2 separate regions of the Hordeum vulgare genome follow, and region 1 is linked to region 2. A link is a contact called in public Hi-C data. All regions are on one chromosome and are shown on one strand. Each heading gives the region's core, a stretch centred on a gene start, on an enhancer-like site or on the middle of the called end of the contact. The rest is flanking DNA. Distances are from core to core; before and after follow the strand shown.

The links. Hi-C and Micro-C count contacts between places; a contact is called where the count stands out from the background.
Region 1: a Hi-C map of seedling shows a contact between it and region 2, with 7 times the contacts expected there. The contact joins the promoter of LOC123398939 here to the promoter of LOC123433906 in region 2. A contact is called at or near these places in 6 of 6 Hi-C or Micro-C datasets (leaf, seedling and an unstated tissue) and 1 of 1 datasets of contacts at active chromatin or transcription factors (embryo).

The regions. Positions count from the first base shown.
Region 1 is chr1H:324,990,585-324,995,689 of MorexV3_pseudomolecules_assembly, reverse strand. LOC123398939 reads left to right here and starts at 3,628. Exons shown (of 2, transcript XM_045093384.1): 1 at 3,628-3,753; 2 at 3,959-4,859. The coding sequence starts at 3,628. The coding sequence ends at 4,639. LOC123433943 (chaperone protein dnaJ 13) reads left to right here. Exons shown (of 13, transcript XM_045115484.1): 13 at 70-366. The coding sequence ends at 126.
Region 2 is chr1H:324,749,908-324,755,586 of MorexV3_pseudomolecules_assembly, reverse strand. LOC123433906 (vesicle-associated protein 1-2-like) reads left to right here and starts at 3,184. Exons shown (of 9, transcript XM_045115482.1): 1 at 3,184-3,329; 2 at 3,436-3,506; 3 at 3,628-3,709; 4 at 3,838-3,953; 5 at 4,034-4,240; 6 at 4,325-4,393; 7 at 4,472-4,513; 8 at 5,080-5,157. The coding sequence starts at 3,275.

The DNA of each region.
Region 1 (5,105 bases), core at 2,379-4,878, 240 kb before region 2:
TTCCTTGAAGATTGTATTGTGCCTTTGTCAATAATACAAAATTGTTGAGCTTTTTTCCTTTGATTGCAGGTAATGGCAGATGATTATGGTGCACTGTCGATACCACAAGACATTCATCAGATTTGACCTGAGACAATTGATCCAAAGCAGCATTTGAACACTTTTGTTGAGTCGCACTGTAACCATCATAGTTTTGTTGTGCTGACACACTCTTCCTTGTTTTGGGTATCATTTCCTTGTGTGAGCCCCTTTTTGTTGTATACATGAGTGGGCTTGTGCCACCTAGATGAGTGATAGAGGGCACGCCCCAAACAATAAGATGAGCCAATAATAGGTTCGCAGCATTTAGCTCGGTTGGCGGACGTATGTCTCTGCGTTGATGTTTGGTTGTTGATTTGCGAAGGTTCAGCCGTCGTTTCCTTGCTGCACATGCGTCTGCCTGCTTGTGTGAGACAGTGTGATGCTTTGTTCCAGTGTTGCTTCACCTTCTGTGTTTGGTCTAGCATTATAACCTTGGCAAGCATCTTTTCTCTTTTGTTTGGGTCATATGTCGTCTCATTGTCTCATAACGTGCTGGCTTCGCATGCATCTGCTCAAAACCTGAACTCAGCTGCTAGACAAATTGTTTGCATGCGAATCATCATTTCAGTTGCTGGCACTGGCAGGTACGCAAATCCATCGTTTGATGCATCACCTTACCTCATAAACTATAAGCAAGCATAGATACCAAACGCTAAGAGTAATCACTAACTCCCTGTACCGAAGCAAATAACATGGTTGGTTCAGGTGAGGAGAGGATTAGCGCATCTGTTTTGCTGGAGCTGTGCCCCTGTCTTTACCATGTTCCCGAGACCGGCGAACACATCGTCTACTACATGGCATGGCAGGTTGACGGTGGATTCTTCGGCTGCTCAGTGGATCGCATTTGCGTTAACCTGCTGTCGACCAAGACCGACCTGACCGCGTGCGTGGTTTCTTTAGGGAGATTCTCCATTTGCTTTAGATTTGGACCAGATCAAGGCTTGGGGTCTAAGTTGCTTAGTCATGCAGGCTACAAAAAGGCAGGGTAACTAAAACACCACTTATTAGCAGGGGAAACAGCTTTGTTAAATGCGTCTTGCAGGCCTCTCCCACTTGCTGTTTGCTGATGCAGTGTTTAGAATTGACATGAAGCTGGATTGCGGATCCAGATCCTTGGTACGGAGCCTTTCCCTTGATTCGAGACAGTGCATGCTTTGTCGGTCCGATGCTTTTGTGGCCGGCTCAAGTGATGGGTCCAATTTTATCTTGCGCCCCGGGGTTAAAGCAGACGGTCGAGAGAATGAAACCGCGAGCTGGGTTTGGCTGGATGACTCTACGAAATCGAAGCACAACCACGAGGGACATGAAATATTACACCTGCTCGTTCCGATCATCTCCAGCCGTTCGACCCCCAAAAACGTTAAATAGCGCTTCTTGGAGGTTTGTCGGTCGACGCTTTTTTCGCCGTGAGGAGAGGAGCTTTGGTTTCCAGCCGTCGCCCCAAGTTTGACCCCCAATTGTCGATTTTAAACATAAATTCGGCACACTTCGACATAAATTCAAAAATACATTTTTTATCATATAGTTCATGACAAAAATCAATACAAATCAAGTAGTTTAATGAAGCACGCTTATAATTCGAACACAAATTAAAACATATCAAATATGCGTCCATAGTTTTCCTGTATATTACCGAAAGCTCCGTATGCAAGCATCCTCATAGTTGTCGTGCACTTCTGAAGTGAGGAGAATCCAACTGTGTCAATGTAATCCTTCTTGCAAATGAAATAGTTGTTGAACTCCCGGATGGCATTCACAATCTTGAGGAAGAGATTTCGACCCACCCAATAACGACGCTCAAATACTTTATCACCGTGCAGTGGAGCGTCAGCGAAGTAGTCGGCGTAGAGCAATCAATAACCCTCCATTCGATGCTTTTGCTTGCTCTTGCGGCAGCCCGGCGCCGAGCCACCTCGCCGCAACTTTGCATTCTTCGCGAACAGGTCGGCGAGAGCGGCGAGGATCATGAGGTTCTCTTGAGCTTCGGCCTCGGTCTCGGTTTCCTCCTCCATCAGAGCCGCGAACGCCTCCTCTTCATCGGAGTCTATCGCCGAATACCTCATGGGCGTGGTGGGTGGGCAGCCGTCGGTATCCCCGCTTGCGTGGTCGGAGTCCTCGAGAGCTTGCCCAGGAATGGGATGGAGGCTATCGCGGCGAAACCCTCTCTTTCCGACAGGGGGATGACCTTTGTAGTGCCAGAGCAACGGTCGTGGGCAGGTGGGTGGCGCTGGGATCGGCATGTGGACGAAAGGGGAAGTGTCGTCCTTCCGCTCGCGGGTTGAACCTGGGCGGGAAAAGGCGTTTCTCGCCTGACAGTGGTGGCCCACACACCACTTCTCCTTCCGTCGGAGCCCCCAAGTGCCCCCACTGCGCTGCATTCCGCCTGGGATCGTTGGGCCAAAAAATGGGCCGAAGCGGCGGAATTCGGTGTCCTGAGGGCACGACTGGATCGTTTTTTCGATGCCGATGGTAGAAAAGGGCGGGGGGGGGGGGGGGGAGGGGGGGTGGAGATGCCCTTACGTGCTCACTAGTACTCCCTCCGTCCGGGTTTATTAGATCCGTGAACAGCCTCATCCGAATGGATATTTCGTTTGGAGGCCGAGCTCCATAGAGGCCTCGAAATGCGAGATCTAAATTTTGTGAAAATTCGTATTTACACATTTTAAAAAATTCTGACAAGAAAAAGTACATGGTGGATAGATGAAGGTATAACACATAAGTGTGTAAAATTTCAGAACTAAATACATTAAAATGAAAGATGTGTAAAAAAGACAAATCTAAGACTTAACACATGATACTATTCATCTTTTTCAGACCATGAATTTATCTTTTTTTTAGAGCTCGTGTTATAAAGTACTTCAACCTGAATTTTTACACACATATGGCTCACATCCTTATTTAGTTGTACAATTATTTTAAGATATTTTTGAAACCAAAAATTTCAAATCTTGTATTTTTTAAAAATTTCGGTCTCCATTGAGGCCGAGAGCCAAAACATCGTTCTCCTCACACCGGAGTACTAGCTAGGAAAGGTGAAGGTAAATGAAGCCGAGCATACCGTAATGTTTGCACGTACTCCCTCCGTTTCTTTTTAGTCTGCATATAAGATATGGTCAAAGTCAAGTGATACAAAGTTTGACCAAATATATATCAAAAGATATAACATCTATAATACTAAACCTATATGCTATGAAAATTAATATTATGGTGCATCTACTAATATTGATTCAATATTATAAATGTTGATATTTTATTTTATAAATTTAGTCAAAGTTTATGAAGTTGGCCTTTGACCAAATCTTATATGTGGATTAAAAACAAACGGAGGGAGTACGTACGAGTAGATACTGTAGGTAGGGCAGGCGCCCCGCGCCCCGGCACCAAACGCGTATTCTGACTGCAGTGGTAGCCCGTAGGAGTAGGAGTACTAGTCGTGTAGCCTCGCTACTAGCTAGCCGGCTGGCATCCAGCTGGACGTTGCCGTGAGACAGCAAGCCGTCCGTCCTCTCCTCTCCCCTCCCCGCTCCACCAAACAAGGAGAGGGAGATGGTCGCCGCGCGCTTTCGGCAACGGTCAATGTTGACTGCCGGCCCAACTGGAAACAGCGGCACTGCACTGCACGGCTCCCAAATGTATGTGCAGCGCACGCTCAAACGCAAAATGCACGAAAAGGCACACCCAGACCGAAGTAAAACGCGGGGAAAAGAAGATCATATTGCCACAAGTGAGCGGAGAATATCATAACGAATGCATGAGTAACAAGGTCGTACTACAAGAGGAGAAGCATAGGGAAAACGCATACGATATTCCTTTTTTTTTTCCGTCGTAGCAAAAATAGCATCGCTTTCATAATCATAATCGTACGTACGTAGCCTAGTACAGACCCAACCACTCGAAGTTAGACCAAAGACACGTCGTCCTTGCACTCACTCTTCCAGCCAGCCATGCCGCTGCACAGCACATCAGCACCCGTCCCGCTCCCGCGCCAGCCCTCTCCGAGACAATCTCCCCCGATCCCAACCTCCTCCTCCTCCTCCTCTCTCCAATCTCATGTGCGCCAGCCAACAGGGGATGCGACCATGGTCAGCTTCCAGCTCACTCCCCGCCTCCAGCTCGGCCCACGGCCTATATATTCACTCACCCGCACCCACTCTCCACTAACCCTTTCCTGCTCTGCTCCGCTCCTCACATCTCCAGCTCACACAACTCCGGAGAGCCAACACCACACACAGAGTCAGTGAGGGCTGCAATGGCGAGGCGCGCCTTCTTGTCCCAGCCGAGGCTGGTTCTGCTTCTGGCGGTTCTTGCCGACGTGGTCGCCATGGCGATGGCCAGGCAGCTGCTGGGCGCCGCAGCGGACACGCCGACGCCGCTGCCGGCGGAGGGGCCGGACGCCGCGGCGCGGCCTGGCGGCGGGAAGCACGACCGGTCCATCGCCGGCGCCGAGGTGATCCTCGCCGGGTTCGCCGCGGCCATCATGGCCGTCATCTTCCTCTACATCCGGGTCACCAGGAAGAGCAACGACAGGGCCGCAGCCGGGATGGCGGGGAAGGCCTAGTACAAGAGCTCAGACGGTACTGCTGTCTCTTTGCGTTTTGGGTTCTTGGGATTCAGAGAGACTTGTAAAGAAGATGGGATGGTCGGTAGAGTTTAGTTTAGATCGAGCACTCCACATGTGTGCGTGTGTGTCACCGTGGTGATTAAACTGGAAATCTGTAGCCTGTCTTGTACATGTATGCGTGGAGAACTTGGGATTTGAGAATGAGATTTTGGATAAACGACGAGACACCGTCAAGCTGAGCTAGCACTGTTCTTAAAATCTTAAAATCGTGTAACCGTGATCTGCTTTGATCTTGTGTCAAAATCTTAAGCCTGCAAGAAGAACAGCCAATGCTTGCCCCCTATAGTAATTCTTTGAATGTTTGCCTGCCGTCAATTTTTGAATCTAAGAGCGTCTCGAGATGACTTTTTTCGCGAATACGCAAAACTTACATATCTTTTCATTGATAGAAAAAAATAAAATT
Region 2 (5,679 bases), core at 1,935-4,434:
CAAATATAAAATTCAAAATTTATGAAAATTTATATTGTAATATTTTAAAAAATTCTGCAAAATATACACAGATAGATGAAGGTATAATACATAAGTGTGTAATTTTATAGGAATAAATACATTGAAACACGGGCTGCGCAAAAGAAACAAATAGAAGGCTTTTTAACACATGATACTATTCATCCTTCCGGATCATGATTTTTTTATATATGTCGCGTTTTACATTATTTTGACCTGTAATTTTACAGGCACACGGATCACATCCTTGTTTAGTGGTACTCTCTTTATACCTAAATAATTATACTTGCGGAGAAATAGACTAGTTCTACACAACTATAATTATCTATGTATAGATGGAGTACAATTTTTTTCAGATTTTTTTGAAACCAAAATTTTCAATGTTTTTTTTTCAAAAATCCGGCCTTCATTGAGGCCGAGAGCCAAAATACCATTCTTGTATAGTTATCCTTATAAACTTATTTATCTCAACATACAAATATGACACCACGAATGGAAAGAGATTCACCTCAACACAATGCACGCATGGAAAAAGACTCACCATAATATTCAACGAGAAAATGTTTTTCATTTAATTATTCTACTTATATTCAATAAATATTATTTCAACTATACATAATCTAATATAATAAGTAATATGTACTTTTAATTTTGGTTCTCATGTCACCAACATAAAATTTCATCAACCAATTTCCACAGCAACGTCCGGGGTATCCTCTAGTTTCATAAATTCACATCACCGTGCCACTAGAATTGATGGACAACAATCTTATCGTATGTTAGAGCATCTACAACTGGACGCCTCAAATGACCTCTCATACGCCCGCAGACGCGTCCAGTTTGTGACCGAACAGGAGAAAAAAGAAAGAGTGATCCAATCGGACCTCTCATATCATCCATATACACCCCGGCTGTCCGTGAATCCTCATATTGAGGACAAATATAGGGAGGATATGAGGGTTCCCGGGCGCGTCTGGTCAGTCCGCCATGTAGGATGCGACCCCATCCCGGATCAATTTTTTCTTTCTCTCTCTTCCTCTCCGCCAATCACGTGCAAGTGACTGGACATATGAGGAAGAAATTGAAAAATACGACTACGCGAACAGACAAATAGGGATACGTCCGGTCACTGACCGAACGCATTCGCGGGCGTTTAGGGGATCATATTTGGTAAGTCCGGCTGTTAGATGCTCTTAAGGGTTCCATAATAACCGAAAAAGAGTGTTGAAACTCCACACGAGTTTGTCTTACAAAAACTTCATAGGAATTGTAACATTTCAAAGTAACATAATTATGGAAAAATCTTGCAGTCCAATATGCTGGTATGAGTACCTAATACTGTATATATTTCCAAATATTTAGTTGCATTAAAGAAATGGTAGATTGGTATCTATATAATATGGTAAGGGTCCTTTCAGTACAGATTTTTGTAGCATGATTTTATAGACATTTTGCTGATGTGGTATAGTAGTTAATGAAGAAAGAGAGAGAGGGGAGAGGTTGTTCTAACTTAGTTAACATACAACCCTTTCTTTTTGTAATAAGGAATATAAAAGGCAACATACCCATGGGAGTATAGTTTCTTAGGTTCCTACAAAACTCTAAACCAAAATAAACAACCTATCGTATGATACTCTCCATGATAATATACTTAGTTAACATACAACCCTTGCAACCTCTTCATTACACACCAACCTAAGAAACAATGCATTTGGCCAGTTGCCTTTTAAGTTTTTATATCCTTTTGTAATAACGTGCTAAGAGGGTGCATTGTGATAGGCCTTAGGTTTTCAGAGATACTAGAACTAAGTATTTTGGTTAGAGTTTTGGAGGAACCCAGTTTAATGATTATTACTAATTATTTCTATTTTTTTGCGGGTACTAATTATTTCTATTGACATGGATCAAAAAGCGCAAGACTTTCTGATTCTTGTAGATACCGATTAAGATCGATAATGCTAAGTTTGTGACAAAGATGAGAAAATATAGATCATTTAATGATGAAATTGAAAAGGTTGTGTGGGCATCTTTGAGATTACGCTTTTTAAACCGTATCCACATCCCTTTAATATGTTTTTTCTTTCTTAAGAAATCGCATCCCCTTAATATGTACAATAATTATGAAGATTGTAGCCATTATCATAGAATCAACAACGATGAAATTTTGAGTATAGTTACCAAAAAGTAGTAGCCGTCCATTATAGAGAACCTTCAGGCCTCGTTTGGTTAAGGGGGGTTGGGGAGGTTTTGAGAGGGAGGGATTTCATCGGATTGGGTGAATCCCTTTGTTTCATCCAATCCTCTCAAATCCTCCGAGGCTTTGCTTCCACTAGTCCCCCGAGGAGGGTTTTGAAACACATGGATAGGAAGGGATTGAAGGGGAACGGAGGGGATTGGGCTAAGCAAACCCCTCCTACCAAATGGGCGCCCGAGGATCTGTGGGGTTTCTGGCCCTTCCGGGGATTTTCCTCTCAAAACCTCCCAAACCCCCTTAACCAAACGAGGCCTCACGGAGAAAAAAAAATGATAAAGGTAACTACTGTTTGTCAAAAGTAGGCGGTGCATATTTCGTGATCCATGATAGAGCCATCCATATACTAAGTCAACTAAAGAAAAAGGACAGTCAGCTTACAAATTCCATAATCTAACTTCTTATTTGAAAGTCCAGCATATTATTCCCGGTCTTTGTAAATTACACTGGGTCGCATGGCAATACATCACCCCGCACACACAAAAAAAGAGTTTGCCAATACTATATCAGCAATGCATATTGCACAATTATTACAAGTAAAAGACCCAAAACCTTGATATTACCTGCTAATAAGTACCCCCTATGATTCAAATTCTATATTTTTAAAACTTTTTCTTAAATCAGATGTATATAAACACATTTTAGTGTGTTCGTTCACTCATTTAAATCCTTATGTAGTTTATATTAACATATTTATTAAAACGTTTTATAATTCAGAACGGTTCTGTTCGGAATTACTTATTGTAAAAATATTTAAAATATATTTAAAATTAAAATACATCTAGATACATTCATTTTTATGACAAATAATCTGGATCAAGCGAGTATGAAATCACAGGAAGGCATTCTCACCACGCACAGAGTTTTCAAACAAATTAGCCAAAATAAAACTCCACGGGAATTTGCATCCAAACCCAAAGAGGCAAAGAAGTAACGGCCCCAGCGGTCCAGCACCCTGCGCTCCCCTTTCCCACCACTCCCCCTTCCTCCGCGGGCACAGCAGCCATGGCCGCCTCCAGCGACCTCCTCGACGTCGACCCGCCCGAGCTCCAGTTCCCCTGTAAGCTCACCGCTCCTCTCGCCCCCGTGCCACCTTCCTCCCGCTTTAGATTGCTTTTCTCTTGAATTTTCCCGCTGACCCCTCCGCAATTTCTTGGCATGCCCAGTCGAGCTCGACAAGCAGATCTCCTGCCCCCTCAAGATGACCAACAAGACCGACAGGACCGTCGCCTTTAAGGTGATTCTCCTGTTAGCCGCCGTGTTTAATCCTAGAAAAATCCTGTCGCTTTAGCCTCTCGAGGGATTCTCTTATGAGTTATGCTTTTCTTGGTGCCCCTGTGATGCGTGACGGGTAGTAGGTTAAGACGACGAGCCCCAAGAAGTACTGCGTGCGCCCCAACAATGGCGTCGTGCGGCCGCGGTCCACCTGCCAAGTTGTAGGTACTGTGCTGTTGTTGTTGTGTTCACTGGACCAGCTAGAGCTCAAGAAACTGCTCAAGTTCAGGCTCCAGAGTCCTCCTTTTATTTCATTTTAATGGGAGATGTTTCAACGCGTTTTTGTGGACCAGTGACGATGCAGGCCCAGACTGTTGCACCACCGGACCTGCAGTGCAAGGACAAATTCCTGGTGCAAAGCGTGGTCGTCGCCGATGGCTTATCGGCCAAGGACATCACCCCTCAAATGGTAATGGTAGTACTAGACTAGAGTGTAGTTTTTATGTGGTTCATGGCTTTAGGTTGACAATGGACTTGTGGGTTTCTTAGTTCATGAAACAAGAGGGTAACATTGTTGAGGAGGTGAGGATGAGGGTCACTTATGTGATGCCACCCGAATCGCCGTCGGAGATTGCGGAGGAAAGCGATGGGCCACAGCGAATCTTGGCGCCTATGCAGAGAATTGCGGATCATGGGAGGAGCGCATCGGAGCTGTCGAGTGGCTCGGTGTCCTTGAGATCAGCTGACCTGGGGACAGTAAGTCTACTGAATGTTTCATACGTGATATTCATATTTCTCTGGTAGTGTGAGTCCTTAAGGACATAAATGATGTGTTTTCAGGAGGTGGGGTCACCTACTGGACCAGCTGTAAGGACTGAAGAATTACTGAGGGCTGCAGGACATGCTGTTGTATGTGCTACTTAAGTTTTTTCTCTATAGTTCTATATTTTTTTGTATAATTTTTAACATGTTGGTTGTTTGCTGCAGGAAACAAGAACACATACAGGCCCTGAAGCACAGCCCCTTGAGGTGTGTTCTTTTGCCTTCCAAAGCAGTTTGGCAGTTCTTGTCTTCCTTAGTTGTTGTTCTGTGTGCAATACTAACAGCCAGGTCACACGGCAAAGTAAAATACCAAAGATACTTATTTGACACATTTTGATCCTTGCTGATTCTACTCATTCATAGCTCTATGCCTTGTTAATCGTTTTTGCCTACTAATAGGTTTCCTGTACTAAGAATAAGGCATATGATCGATTTTTAGTTGCTTCATATTGGAATTATATGATTAAGTGTATTTATATTATTTTTTAACTGTGCATACATGGGTATTGCTCTCCATCCAGTTAATTTGCTTTAGATCTTTGGGACTGTTTGTTCTTATCGTCTTGGCCATCCTTTTAGTTCCCTATAGACATCATACAACTGGCATTAGTTACATGGATATCTTATAATTTAGCTTGTTTTAGTGTTTAACTAGTGATTGTGCCAGCCTTCCTGGTATCATGTTACTTGTTCAATGGGAATGTAATCTTCTTTGGATTTCACTTATAATTATTGTTTCTGGCTGAATAACCACATCCCTTCCTCTAATCCAGCTGTTGGCTTTAATTACAAAATTGACGAAGGAAAAGGATTCTGCCCTTGAGCAAAATAAAAAGCTTCGCAGTGAGTTGGTGAGTATTATTGTTTTAAGTTCAAAACTTTGAATCATATGCTCTTTCCATGAGCTACCATTGGCACCCTAAAAGCAGATGTACTTAACAATGGAGGAGTTTTGTCCTCATGATTAATATACTAGGAAAAGGTCCTTTTTACTCCCAATTATAATGTGAGTAAATAACTTAAATGTTCCTGTAAAACGTACACAGAAACCACTATTGAAAGGGTCCAAGTTGCATATGTGTGGCAGTATACACCATTAATTAATGCAGTTTGTTCAACATCGCATGTAATTTTGTATTCTTTTAGGGATATCCATATTATATCAACAGAGTTTTGTTGCCTGAAGTATTACGCGCCTACACCATAATATGGATGGGAAACAATAATAGATGCTTACTTATACACTCAATATAATGTGAAGTAGACACTTGTACAGTTTTTTTTGGAAAAAGAGGGTCACCCCCGGCCTCTACATTATCAAAATGCACACAGCCATATACTCCCTCCGTCCCAAAATAAGTGTCTCAACTCTA